Regions from separate parts of the Bactrocera dorsalis genome. Here region 1 is linked to region 2. A link is a contact called in public Hi-C data. All regions are on one chromosome and are shown on one strand. Each heading gives the region's core, a stretch centred on a gene start, on an enhancer-like site or on the middle of the called end of the contact. The rest is flanking DNA. Distances are from core to core; before and after follow the strand shown.

Region 1 (5,673 bases), core at 58-2,557, 53 kb after region 2:
CGGCGTGTGGCCTTTGCTAAGTGTCCGTCACAATTTCGGCTTTGTGTTTGTGTGTTTTTGGGCATATTGTCATGATATGTGTAAAGTATGTGTTTGTTTGTGTTTCTAGCATATTGCAAAATGTTTAGATACTCGTTTCATCGATATTCTTGACAATTGAGCTGTCGAGGTCACTGATTAGCTTTGTGGTTCTTTGCATCTGGTATATGTGTTTATTTCGCATCAATACTTTTATTGGAATTAACTGAGAGAATTTCGAAAAGTAGTTCAAAACTGGTATACAGTAATTTAGTGGTGCCCTCATGTGGAGAAACACTGTGCGCTTTAGATGGGGAAAATAATTTATTAAATTACTGCAGTTTTTATTTTTTTATACTGGAAGTAATATTGAGTTGAAACAGTATTTTGAGAAAAATATGTGATTAGCCCAAATTTCCTCGATTCGCAGGTAGGGTTGCTGTCTTTGTATATGAACCAGAACTCGATTGATCCGACACAAATCTTACTTATCCGAAAACTTGTGTAAAGCGAGCTTCAAGTTACGTTGTCTGATTATGTGAATAAATATTTGACTCAATTGGCTATTAGAACTGATCTCAGGATCTAGACTGCGATTACTGCGATTTACCGAAATATGGTTCTGAAAAAATTGCTAAATCTCTATTCTTTGCGTTTAAATTTCTCCCCTTTCAGATCGAGATATGAGTGAAAACAAAAAATTAAGCAGCAGCTGTCAAAAGTAAACGTGAATAGCGTCATAAAGTAGGCAATTTAATTTTTGAAACACTACAAATAAAGGAATTATCAAACAGATGAAGCCAATATACATATGTACATATAAGAATTTGTAAAAATTTAAATGAGCGCCAAATTAAAAGCTATGTAAATACAGCTGCGCTTACAAAAGCTGTTAACCCCATTTTAAGTGATGAGCAAATTGTTGTGCTTCATCTTTCGTCGTCACTGCAGAGATACACACAGCAAACATATACACTCATACACTCTTCTTGTCACGCTGAGTGTTTATGCCGCCATTTTCTATGATGAATTGCTTTTACTGCACACTAAACTAACGCATATTTGCTCACACGCAGGACCGCCTTACACCCACTTTCACGCGCTCACACCTATACACTCATATACATATAACAGCATGGCATAGCACTGCATAGCATAGCGTTCAGCTTTATTTCACACACCTACAAAAACGCTCTCTTTCTCTTTGCTGGTCGACTCATAAGTCGTGTGTGAAAAGCAGGTGATACTGCCGCTACAGCTCCCCACTGACAGCTACGACAATGCGGGCTGTCACGACGTAGTTTCGGTGGTGAAATATTTCCGTTCCTATGCATGTGTGTGTTAGCATGTATATGCGTTGGCGGCGACAGCAGTAAAAATAGCCCATGCAATAAAAGCAATAACATCATTTGTCTGGGAGGCCAAAGCGTCTGCTGCACATGCGACTCGGCTTCTAGCATTTGCCTGTTCTTTTTCGTTTGCAGTAGCAAAAAATTGCGAGAGTACAGTAATGAAACGGTGTTTTAGGGTGTTTTCTTATATAAGTTTGCATGTACATATCACATTCAATCATAAGCCATAAAAAGGATAAATGTGGATTGGTGTATTTATGTAGCGGCGTAATGCTAAGCGATTGAGGGTGACTACCTGACAGAGATAACGCATAGAGAGTTATTAAGACTTGGTGATTTGGAGTGATATTGCATGTCTGTTTTGATGTGTGTATTTATATTTACAGATTTATTCGCAGACTTTAATATATTACAAATAAATTTTCTTTAAACCATGTTTTTTGTCGAATATTATTTCTTTCCAAGTTGAAAAAACTGCATACACAAAGTAAAAACGGTTCATAAATACTATTTTTATACAACTGCCAGCCAAAAACGATCGGCTGCACCGAACTTATAGTATCCTTCACAAATATAAAAGAGCTTTTCATACAAGCACTCGCTGATTGTTCAATTTTCCGATAAATGAGCAGGTTCTGGAAAAAAGGACTTGTACAAAACTTGTAGATTTCCGAGCCAGATCTAAAAATATAACGGACATGTTCTCATATACACAGAAAAGCAAACACATATGGCTAAATCGATTCAGCCTGTCACTCCTTTAAATTTCGTGTGGGGAATTATTGCTAAAGCTGGAGAAGGCTTACGCTAATTCAGTTTTATTAAAAACACAAGCCTAGGAGTGGTACAAGTCCTTCAAAGGCGGTCGTTAAAGATACGCCTAGTTTTGGACGACCTTCGACCTCTTCAACTGATGAAAATATTATAAAAGTTAAGAATATCGTGCTTGAAAATCGTCAGGCAATTGTTAGAGCGATGACAAGAGAGCTCGATATTTCTCTCGAGTCCGTTTGCATGCTTTTGGTGGATATTTTTTGGTATGAAGCGCGTTCATGCACGACTCGTTCCGATAAAGCTAATTTTTTTTTCTCAAAAAGAGTACTGTAAACAGGCCGCCGACGAGACATGGGTTTAGGTTTATGAGTTTTACTTGCAAGCAAGTCAACCATCATCGGAATGCAGAGAAAGAAACGAGCCGAAGCCATACAAACCACGCCAATTTCGCTCAAAAATCTAGAGGCCTTAGTTTTTTTTCCATTTTCGTGGTTTCGTACATCGTGAGGACATCCATCGAAAATGGCCGGAATTGTAGAAGAACAATGCATAGATTTCACACGATGATAATGCATCATCGCATTGAGACACGATTATGACCGAATTTAAACCCAAAAGCGCAATGAGTGCCATTTATCAATCACCGCGCTCCCCAGATTTAACCCCTTTCAATATTCTCTTGTTCCCCAAACTGAAATTACCGTTCCATGGAACCCCTTTTCGGTCGATCGGAGAGAGAAAGCAAAATTCGCCGAAGGAGCTGAAGGCCATCCCAAATAGTGGCTACGATATGTGTTTCGAGGACTGGTAAAATCGTGTTAGTATCTTTTCCATGAGAAAAGTAACATAAAACCGACAAATATATAATGAGTGCTTTCTGATACTCTCTCTGGTTAATTGTATACTTCTAATATTTAAAGCCAATGTGTTCCGTAACAGTGTATCTTTACAACACTCTTTTCAGAAGCGCTCTTATGTCCTTAAAGTTCAGCAATAGAGAAGAAATATCAATGTCTTCGATTTAAGATTATTCATTTCCTCTGAATATCCTTCGATGTTTTCTTCATTGTTTAGATTAGAGAAATAATAAGCATGATCTCGACATCAGGTTCCAGACTTAATTGTGTACTTACTGTTTATCTTCTATTCGAGATACTTGTACACTGAAAGATCATTTAAGGTAATAGTCCGGTAACTTATGCCTATTTTCATGACTTCTTCGGAGGGTGGTTTTTTATAGGAAAATAAAAATTAATTATCTTAAATATTTAGAGTGTTGTTATTTACATATTGAAAATTAAAAAAAAAAAATGTATTTGAAAAAATGTAATACTTTATTACTATTATTATTGTCACTCGAAGTTGGAACCTCAAAAAAATGTGCGTGGGTGGCCCAGGTGATTTTGGCTCTTGATGTTATCTGAAATAAAATTTTCTTGATTATTCTTAATCTATAGACATATCATGACAGGTCGGAAATACTGAAGTTAAATTTCAAGGGTAAGTAACAAAATGAAGGACTTTGAAAAAAAAGTCCTGTTATTTTAGCAAATAAAGGGTTGTAAAATAAAAAGTTAGGGGTTAAAAAAATTCTCGTTAGTACTGACGAGAACTATAAATGTGTATGTATAACAGCCTGTTAAAATTTGAAATCAATCGGTTCAGTAGAAAAAAGGTTAGGACCCGGGATGCGTGCTATGAAAAAAGGTTACTAAAAGGATGCTAAATTCTTCAAAGGCGACGAACTTATTTATTAATTAATTACAGGGTGTTTCTGTTATCCATAAATATGTCTGGCTAATTATATAGTATAGAAATAGAAATGAATGAATCTTTGGATTTCTTGGACATGACATAAAATTCATATTTTCGTATTTCTATGTAAAATATATTAGGACAGACTTCTAGACAAGTATATCTACCCTAATGGTATTCTACTGTTATTTACTAAATTCACTTAAACATAAAATATTGCTGTCCTTGAACTTTTTATGTTTTATTTAATTTTTATCACCACGACTAAAGTCTGATTTGCGCCACTCCAACTGTTGGGGGTGTACACGTTTTGCGCGCGCGTTGTGTGCAACTGACAGCTCCCTTTTGTTGTTATTACCATTTTTCATTCAAGCATACCCACAATTTGTCGGCCGTTGTAAGTGTGAGTGAGACAGTAGCATCTCCGCACATGCTACTCTTCTCCAGAATAGAGGGTGGTTACTGTGTTGCTGGATTTTGGGCTTTTTCGACTTTCATTTGGCTTCATTAAATTTATGGTTGCATTTTTGAGATTTTTAGCAATGTCATGTTGCAACCGGCAACATTGTACATATGTATTTGCACACTCACTCAAAGTAAGGATGTAAGTATGTATGCATGGTGTGTAGGTGGCAGTGGAAGTGCCTAGGTTAGTATTGCGGCTGCCACTTCCGTCTCGAACACGTGTCTGCGTGTCGTAAAAAAGTCGTAAAAGTTTATTATTTTTCGTCATTGTGTCGCTGTTGCTGTCACTGCTGTCGGCTGTTGCTTCTCTGTGTGCTGCCGGTCGTATTGATGGAGTTTTTGCTGTTGTTGCAGCGCTGTCAGCTGTCAAATTGAATTTGTTTAGGCTGAGCGCTCCATAACTAACTTACACGCACACACACACACATTCACATACAGGAGAGTGTGTAAGAATAATTTGCCAAGCCGTCAGATTTGCGCTCAACTTTTCACTCTCACCGTTTTCGGTTTACCGCCCAATCCCACCTTGTCACCCGCCACCCGCACTCACGTGTATTCAAACGTCACTCAGCCGGAAGTTGAAGTGTCATGCTGATATTTTATTTTTGTGCCGCCTTCGTTTACATTTTTTATGCGAGCATTTATGTTTATGTTTATTGTTAGTGTTTCTTATTTTGTATGCAGTTGTTGTTGTTGTGGTTGTTGCCGATGTTTTGTTTACATACAATACTTTATTGAGTTGCCTTAGGTCAGTTACAGCAAATGACAGCTCAAAGTCGAGGTCAACATTTTATGATGACTGAAAATCGATTTTACCGTAATTCGTAAATTTGTGGTCTAATTTAATGTGCGTGGTAGAATTCTTGTTTCTGGAGACTTTTTGCTGAAAAAGGAAAATATGTTCATGGGTAATTTTAGAATTTGTTTAAGATTCGAGGGTTTGAAAGGCGTTGTAATAACAACTACAGCTAATGGGTTTGCAAACATTTTTTCGATGTATGTTTATAAAAGTTCTTCGTGGCATATATCCAAAAACAATTGCAATAATATTACTAATACTATTGTCCATCTGAAGCTATAACATTTTTTAAAGCTTAGGAGGCGAAATTTCCTAACCACAGTTTTTCATATAGTTTATTGTTTTTTTATTTAGTCCTGCAAGATGGAGCCGAGCGCTTTTATGAAGGAAAATTTTTGACTTGTGTATAGTCATCAATTGCAGGAGGTTTTACGGTAATCGATGGCTTCGATTTGATGAGTTGTTGTCAATAACATTTACCATAAATGGTTTCACCCGGTTTTAGAAGCG
Region 2 (6,230 bases), core at 3,051-5,550:
GTAGTACACTATAAAAATATCGATGAAATTTGAAATTTCTCGTAGCAAGAAGGCAGCCTCTTCTGAAGGGTGATCCATTTCAAGGTTCGCTACTTTTTTTTTTAAGAAAAAACACAGATGGAGAATGTTTATTATAATTCCAAAGAACATTTTTTGGCATTTATTTCTTGCAGATTATCTCTTTCAAATGTTGGCCGTGGCTACGTCACAGATGGTTCATCCGTTGAGTCCTTTTTCGAAGACTCGTTCGAGCATTTTGACTGGTAATTGTCGAATGACACGCGTGAGGTTTTGTTCCAAGGCCTGAATCGAAGCGGTATTGGCCGCATAAACTTCAGACTTTACATCTCCACACAAGAAAAAGTCTAATGGTGTAATAACTAGCGATCTTGGTGGTCAATCGACCGACTCAAAACGTGAAATTATCTGCTCACCGAAGAGTTCTCTAATTAAAACCATTGATTGATGCGATGTGTGAGAAGTGGCGCCGTCTTGTTGAAAAGTTGATTGATTTGTAAACGTTGTTCGGGCGTAAGTCTTTTCATGATGAACTGCCAAACAATACTGAACAAAAGTAACATGACAACTTGGTGGGTAGCGCAGGAGAAATCCACTCGCCAGCGGGACTTACAACATCTATACAAACGGATCAAAATTAGCTAATGGGGGCAGGAATCTATTGCTCAGAACTGGATCTCAAGCGTCCCTCAACCATCCGGAACACTGTAGTATATTCCAGGTGGAAATTTTTTCGATCAGTGGCTGAGATAGGAAACAACATAAAGAGGATAAATATATGCGTCGATAGCAATTAAGGCATTGATCTCACATCGCATTACGTGAGAAAGTGTCCTTAGAAGCAGGTAGGCAGAAGATCTAGAGACTGGTGGAAAGCGGATGTATATATACTGGGCTCTGGGTCACAAAGAAATTCCGAGAAACGAAAGAGCTGATAAGATAAGATGATAAGATTGCCAAAAGCGCCATACGTCTGTCTACCGAAATATTACAGGAATGATGGAAGCAACTAAAAATTATATAAAATGAAATTATCGACAGGGCTGACAGAGAGACCAGGGCGAGTTGGAGTGTTTTTAGGACATGCAGGATTGCCTAGGTCATGTAGAAGGAAGTAGAAGGAAGGAAAACGTAAGCTTTTTACTCACACGGTCTCGAAAAGACGGCAAGATGCATATCGACTTAATGACAAGTCACAACCTACTGCCGGATGGTTATAAGTACCAAGGATACATGTAGAAAGTGCAAAGAAGTATGCATGAAGTAGACGCTGGAACATCACATCTGCCTTTGTCCAGCAGTATCTAGAAGTCATCTTGAATATCTAGGAGCTTCGCAGTTCAAGGGACTAGATGAAGTATTAAAATTATATATCCAGTCGCTTTAAAAATTTAAAAAAAGCATAGACGAGTACTTCAGCTCAACTTCCGTCTGGTATTATTAAGGACTTAGAGCTCTATGTGTGGTGTGACTACCGGCCAGTATAATCCAAAAAATTTATTAAAATTTATAAATCTATCCTTTAAAATAATTGATACCTCATTGTTTTTTTTTTTGAAATTTTCATAAATTTTCTTTTGTAGGTTGTCACACTGGGTGTGTTCTTTAAAGTTCTTTAATGCAGTTTTCAAGATTTGTATCTTTAGATTTAGTTCGTTTAAACGTAAATTTTACTAGTATTCTTACATAACACTTACTTTCAACTCTTCCAAACCACATATTCTTAAGTCATTTTAAGTATATTATACACTTTGACCGCACTTTTTCAATTTGCAAACCACTTTATGTCCTTTGCATTGCCCGAACTGCCTCGAGAAAAGGGTTGCTGCACTCCGCCACTATAAGCCTTCATAAATATTCAAATGAAATTTTCATTTAAAACTCTGAAGCAAAAGGAAGAAGAAGTTGACAGACACCAAATGCTTTAGATTGAGTACAAACAGCAGATGTCGCTGTGTGGGGTTACAGCGGCAGGCAGAGGCTAATGGTAAGTGAGTGATGCAAAAGGAAGACACAAAGTGATGCGGCTTGATTGTACGCAAATGCAAGCTTGAGTGTATGCGACAAGGCAAGTGGCAATAGAAGAACGGCAAAGGCCAAACTACCGAAAGATAGTAACATAAATGGCACAAACAGAGGCAGAAACGACTACAACGGAGAAGGAGGAGAACATGAATATACAGAGGCAGTAGAGTTTCTACGCCAGCCTGCACCGAATGTAAGGGGACACGAGGACTTTATTTAAAGACACATATGCCGACTGTTGAACTGCCGTTCGCAGGCGATCCAAAGCTTACGAAGCGAAGATGAAAATATTAAAATGAATAAATAAAAGCGTTGCAAAAGCTTCCTTGCAAAGGACACTTCGCAGGCGTTGAGCTCGTAAATAAATCAATGGACAATTTTTATTATGCCCAGGCATGCTGGCGAGTCACAGTAGTGGCGAACGAGTATTCGTGTGTGTTTGTAAGAAATTCTGTCGTCAGCACTGGCGACAAAGACGCTCTCGACAATTGCACCAGCTCATCTCCACAGCACTGCAATAGTGAGTGCGTCTATCACATCAACTGCATTTGTGGCGCTTTGCATTGTAGTGATATTGGGAGTGTTTGCAGCAAAGCAATCTAAATAAATTTACAGGTCTATAAATTGTTAAAGCGCATAAGCATGCACTTGTAAATAAATTTGTAAAAGCGCATATTCACTTGAAGTCTGTATCTGATTCTTTCAATATGCTCGCTGCTCTCGGTTTTGAGAAGCGGAAATTTCTTTACTTCCTTTTTGGGTTACATGACCGGTTATAGCTATGCATATAATTTCAAATTGGCATATGTTTATTCCGAGTGTACTAAGAAAACTATAAACTTCATAATGTTTTTGTTTTTGCTTTATTCATCTCCATTCTGGAGCTCAATTATTCAATTTTCCATTAGCGGTTGACATTTATTTTCAAAGTTCGCTGGTCCAATGAATTTAATTCTTGCAGCAGTTGTCCTTGGCACCGCTCTTGCAATTGCATTTGCATTGCTGATCGCAGGGGCAGCCATCTCCGCACTTAGCTGCAGTGCATTTGCAATCTTGTGAATCAAAGAAAAATTTGATTATTGTTATGAAAATGTTTTAATTTTATAATATTAACTTTTAAAATCCAATGTATTTACAATAAATCGTCAATAATATTGATCAATAAAAATAAAATTGGGCAATAAGGTGAATATTTAGAATGCAATATATTTAAAAAGGCAGCAGTTTTAAGTTGAAACTTCAATAGTATTGATCAATAAATATAAAGTTGTGTAGGTTTAAATTCAAAAATATGTAATGTATTTTGATCAATAAATGTAAAATATCCGTTATAAACAAACGGAATAACATTTCACAAAATGTTAATGTATATATTTACTGTTACATAATAAACTTACAAGTATAAAACGCTAAAGTTTGTCAATCCCACTGGCTAAATCTTACAATGAAGAAACGTTAAACTTTGAATAATATTGATCCATAAATATCAAACACAATTTCGAGATGATGTGTGTTAGATCGAATTGAGGCTTCCAAACTCCTTTTTATGTACATATAAGAACTTTAAATTTAGTGTCCATAATATTGATCAATATATTTGTATGGTGTTTCTGGTTTTCTTTCGAAAACTGTTCGTATTTTATTTACACTGTATTTGGTAATTGTTTCATTTTTTCATCAAAAATATTGATCAATATTTTATAAATTTTGATATTCGTGGTCTTCTAAGGTAAAATGTTCACATTTTATTTAAAGTTCACTTGGTATTTGTTTCATTTCTGTGCAAAATCTTGTTCCCTGTTGTTCCCGTAGTGAGTCATTGAACCAGTTGCTATAAATTATTCATGTGTACCAAGATTGATATCTCTAAGACGTAGGCACTTCTTAGCTTTCGAATCTAATTAGCTCATTTTAGAGTTTTGGTAATATTTCAATTAATATTCATACTAACTACCATATAAATTGTTAAATAATATTGCAAAAAAATATCTGAAGAAATATTGCGCAATAAATTTAAACAATAATATTGAAAAGAAAGTGTAAACTTCGACTACCATACTGAAAATAAAGCATTGAATAAATATTGAACAATAAAATTGAACAATATTATTGCAAATAAAATATTTTTGAGCGTTTTAATACTAGTGTCATTGTAACTTCCATATTTTATTCACAAATTATTACTTCAAATTGTTTTGCCTTTGTTTTCTCCACATACCTTTACAACATGCTGGACAACCCATTTTTATAAAGTAAAATATTCAGAAAACTCTCTTTAAAAATATATCTATACGAAGTTGACTCTATGATTCACTTTCTCAAACTATACTTTCAATTACAAACGATCGGTCTTTTTATAAGCGTTGCATTTACAAAAGCGTCGTGTGTAAACATAAGTACATATGTATATAGTAAAAACGAATGTAAGCACTGGCACTTTATGTACGTATGTGAGCAACGCCACTTGGGAGCGTGCAGTGCGCAATATTTTTGCATTCTCCACCCAAGTTAAGCGTTGTACTTTTTTGCACTTTACTGTTACATTTGGCACAATTCGATTATCAGGCGAGCCCTATAGCGCTTATTTGGTTAGCTGGCTCATTTCGCCGTGTGCACCGACAACGCTTCGGCGAATACTCCAATATTATAATAACAAAGCTATAGTATATTTTACTGTTATTATTTATTTTTGCACTCCGCTAATTGCCGGTGATAAGAATTTGTTGTACTCAACTTGTATTTTATGCGAAATGAAAATTGTTTACAGTTGCTGTGGTGCCGTGTGGTTGTTGGTACTTTTGCATTCACTGATTGCTGATAAGGCAAATAAACAGTTATATAGTATAGTAAAAGATATCACTTGATATCATTGAATTACGTGACGTTTTGCTGATATAGCGGTAGTATTCTACTGTTATGAGGGATAGATAAAATTGTGTGACTAAATTATTATTTGCTAGCGCCTCTCTGAGATTGAGTTGAATTTCAGCACACTGTGCAACATAAAAACGTTTTGTTTTGAAGCGCCATCTCATCTATGATGAGAAGTTGCAGAAACAAATTTAAATTTTTTCCATGCTTCATGCTCGTCTTTTGAGAAGAATTGTGTAGCCATTGATGATATTTTATTTACGAAACTATTTATATACATGGTATTATGATAAATGGAATTACTACAAATTTTTCTTAATAAATATTTTTGATAAGTATTGACAGGGATTTCATCATTTATTGTATTATCTTTTTGACTTATAGACATACTATTATTCGGAAAGGATTTTCTTCGAATTTCAATAAAAATCTCACACACCGTTTTAGCCCTGGGCACTAAAGGAATCCACAAGTTCAGTGTCTGTGGGCTAGAGCAGTTATGATCTGACTTTGAAAACCTTAAGACGAAATATCTTAAATACGCTATTTGTGCAAAGTTGTATCCCAATATATTCATTGGTCTTTGATTTCTATACTAGGAAGTGAAAGAAACGGACGGAAATTAAAATTGTGTTATATGAGAAGTAGATGCGGTTTTTGTCTCTTTTTGCCTATTTTCGCACAGTCATGTAGGACTGTCAGGTAATAATATCAATGTATATAGAGTAGATCTCGCGATATGGATTTTCACCTAAATGAGGACTATGCCACGTCCATCGTTCAAATTTAACATCGGCTCCCATAGACCTTTTTTATCATTCAAGTTGTGAAATTTTTTGTCTCTGGAGCTTATAAGGCGCCATCCTTTAAACGACGATTCGATACGAGCTTCTCATAAATTTCATTAGAACTCAGTTTAACAATAGGCTTTAAATATAGTATATCAGGTTTATATGATTGTCGGATAGAATTAAGCAAAATATCTTTAATTCAGGTAGAAATAAGTATATATAACAGGGTAGGTAAATAAGGTCTTGCGTCTGATTCTGCATCGCATAGTTATGGTGGTTGTTAGATCCAAACTCGTGGTAATTTTGAATCATTTTAACCATTAGCCTACTTTTTAATTCGCGGTCGTTTAGTTTTTTTATGTAAAAAAAATCTAGGGATACAAAACTAAACAATAAAACAAAACGAATGCGTTGCACACCTCAGCCAGCAGAATTGACTCATCTCATACAATTCAGAACAAAGAAATCAACTTTAAAGACAAAATAGATAACGCATGAGACAATAAAGACAGATATGGTATAAAA

The links. Hi-C and Micro-C count contacts between places; a contact is called where the count stands out from the background.
Region 1: a contact with region 2 is called in a Hi-C map of whole body, with 3 times the contacts expected there. The contact joins the enhancer-like site here to the promoter of LOC109579882 in region 2. A contact is called at or near these places in 2 of 2 Hi-C or Micro-C datasets (both in whole body).

The regions. Positions count from the first base shown.
Region 1 is chr2:25,093,139-25,098,811 of ASM2337382v1, forward strand. No RefSeq gene overlaps it. Among protein-coding and RNA genes, the nearest start is that of LOC105231082, 9.7 kb to the right of the region's middle. Within about 2 kb of position 1,308, the one cell type or tissue checked has open chromatin away from gene starts, as enhancers often do.
Region 2 is chr2:25,036,704-25,042,933 of ASM2337382v1, forward strand. LOC109579882 (metallothionein-4) reads right to left here and starts at 4,301. Exons shown (of 2, transcript XM_049447219.1): 1 at 4,262-4,301; 2 at 2,888-3,095. The coding sequence starts at 4,286. The coding sequence ends at 2,992. It also overlaps LOC105225244.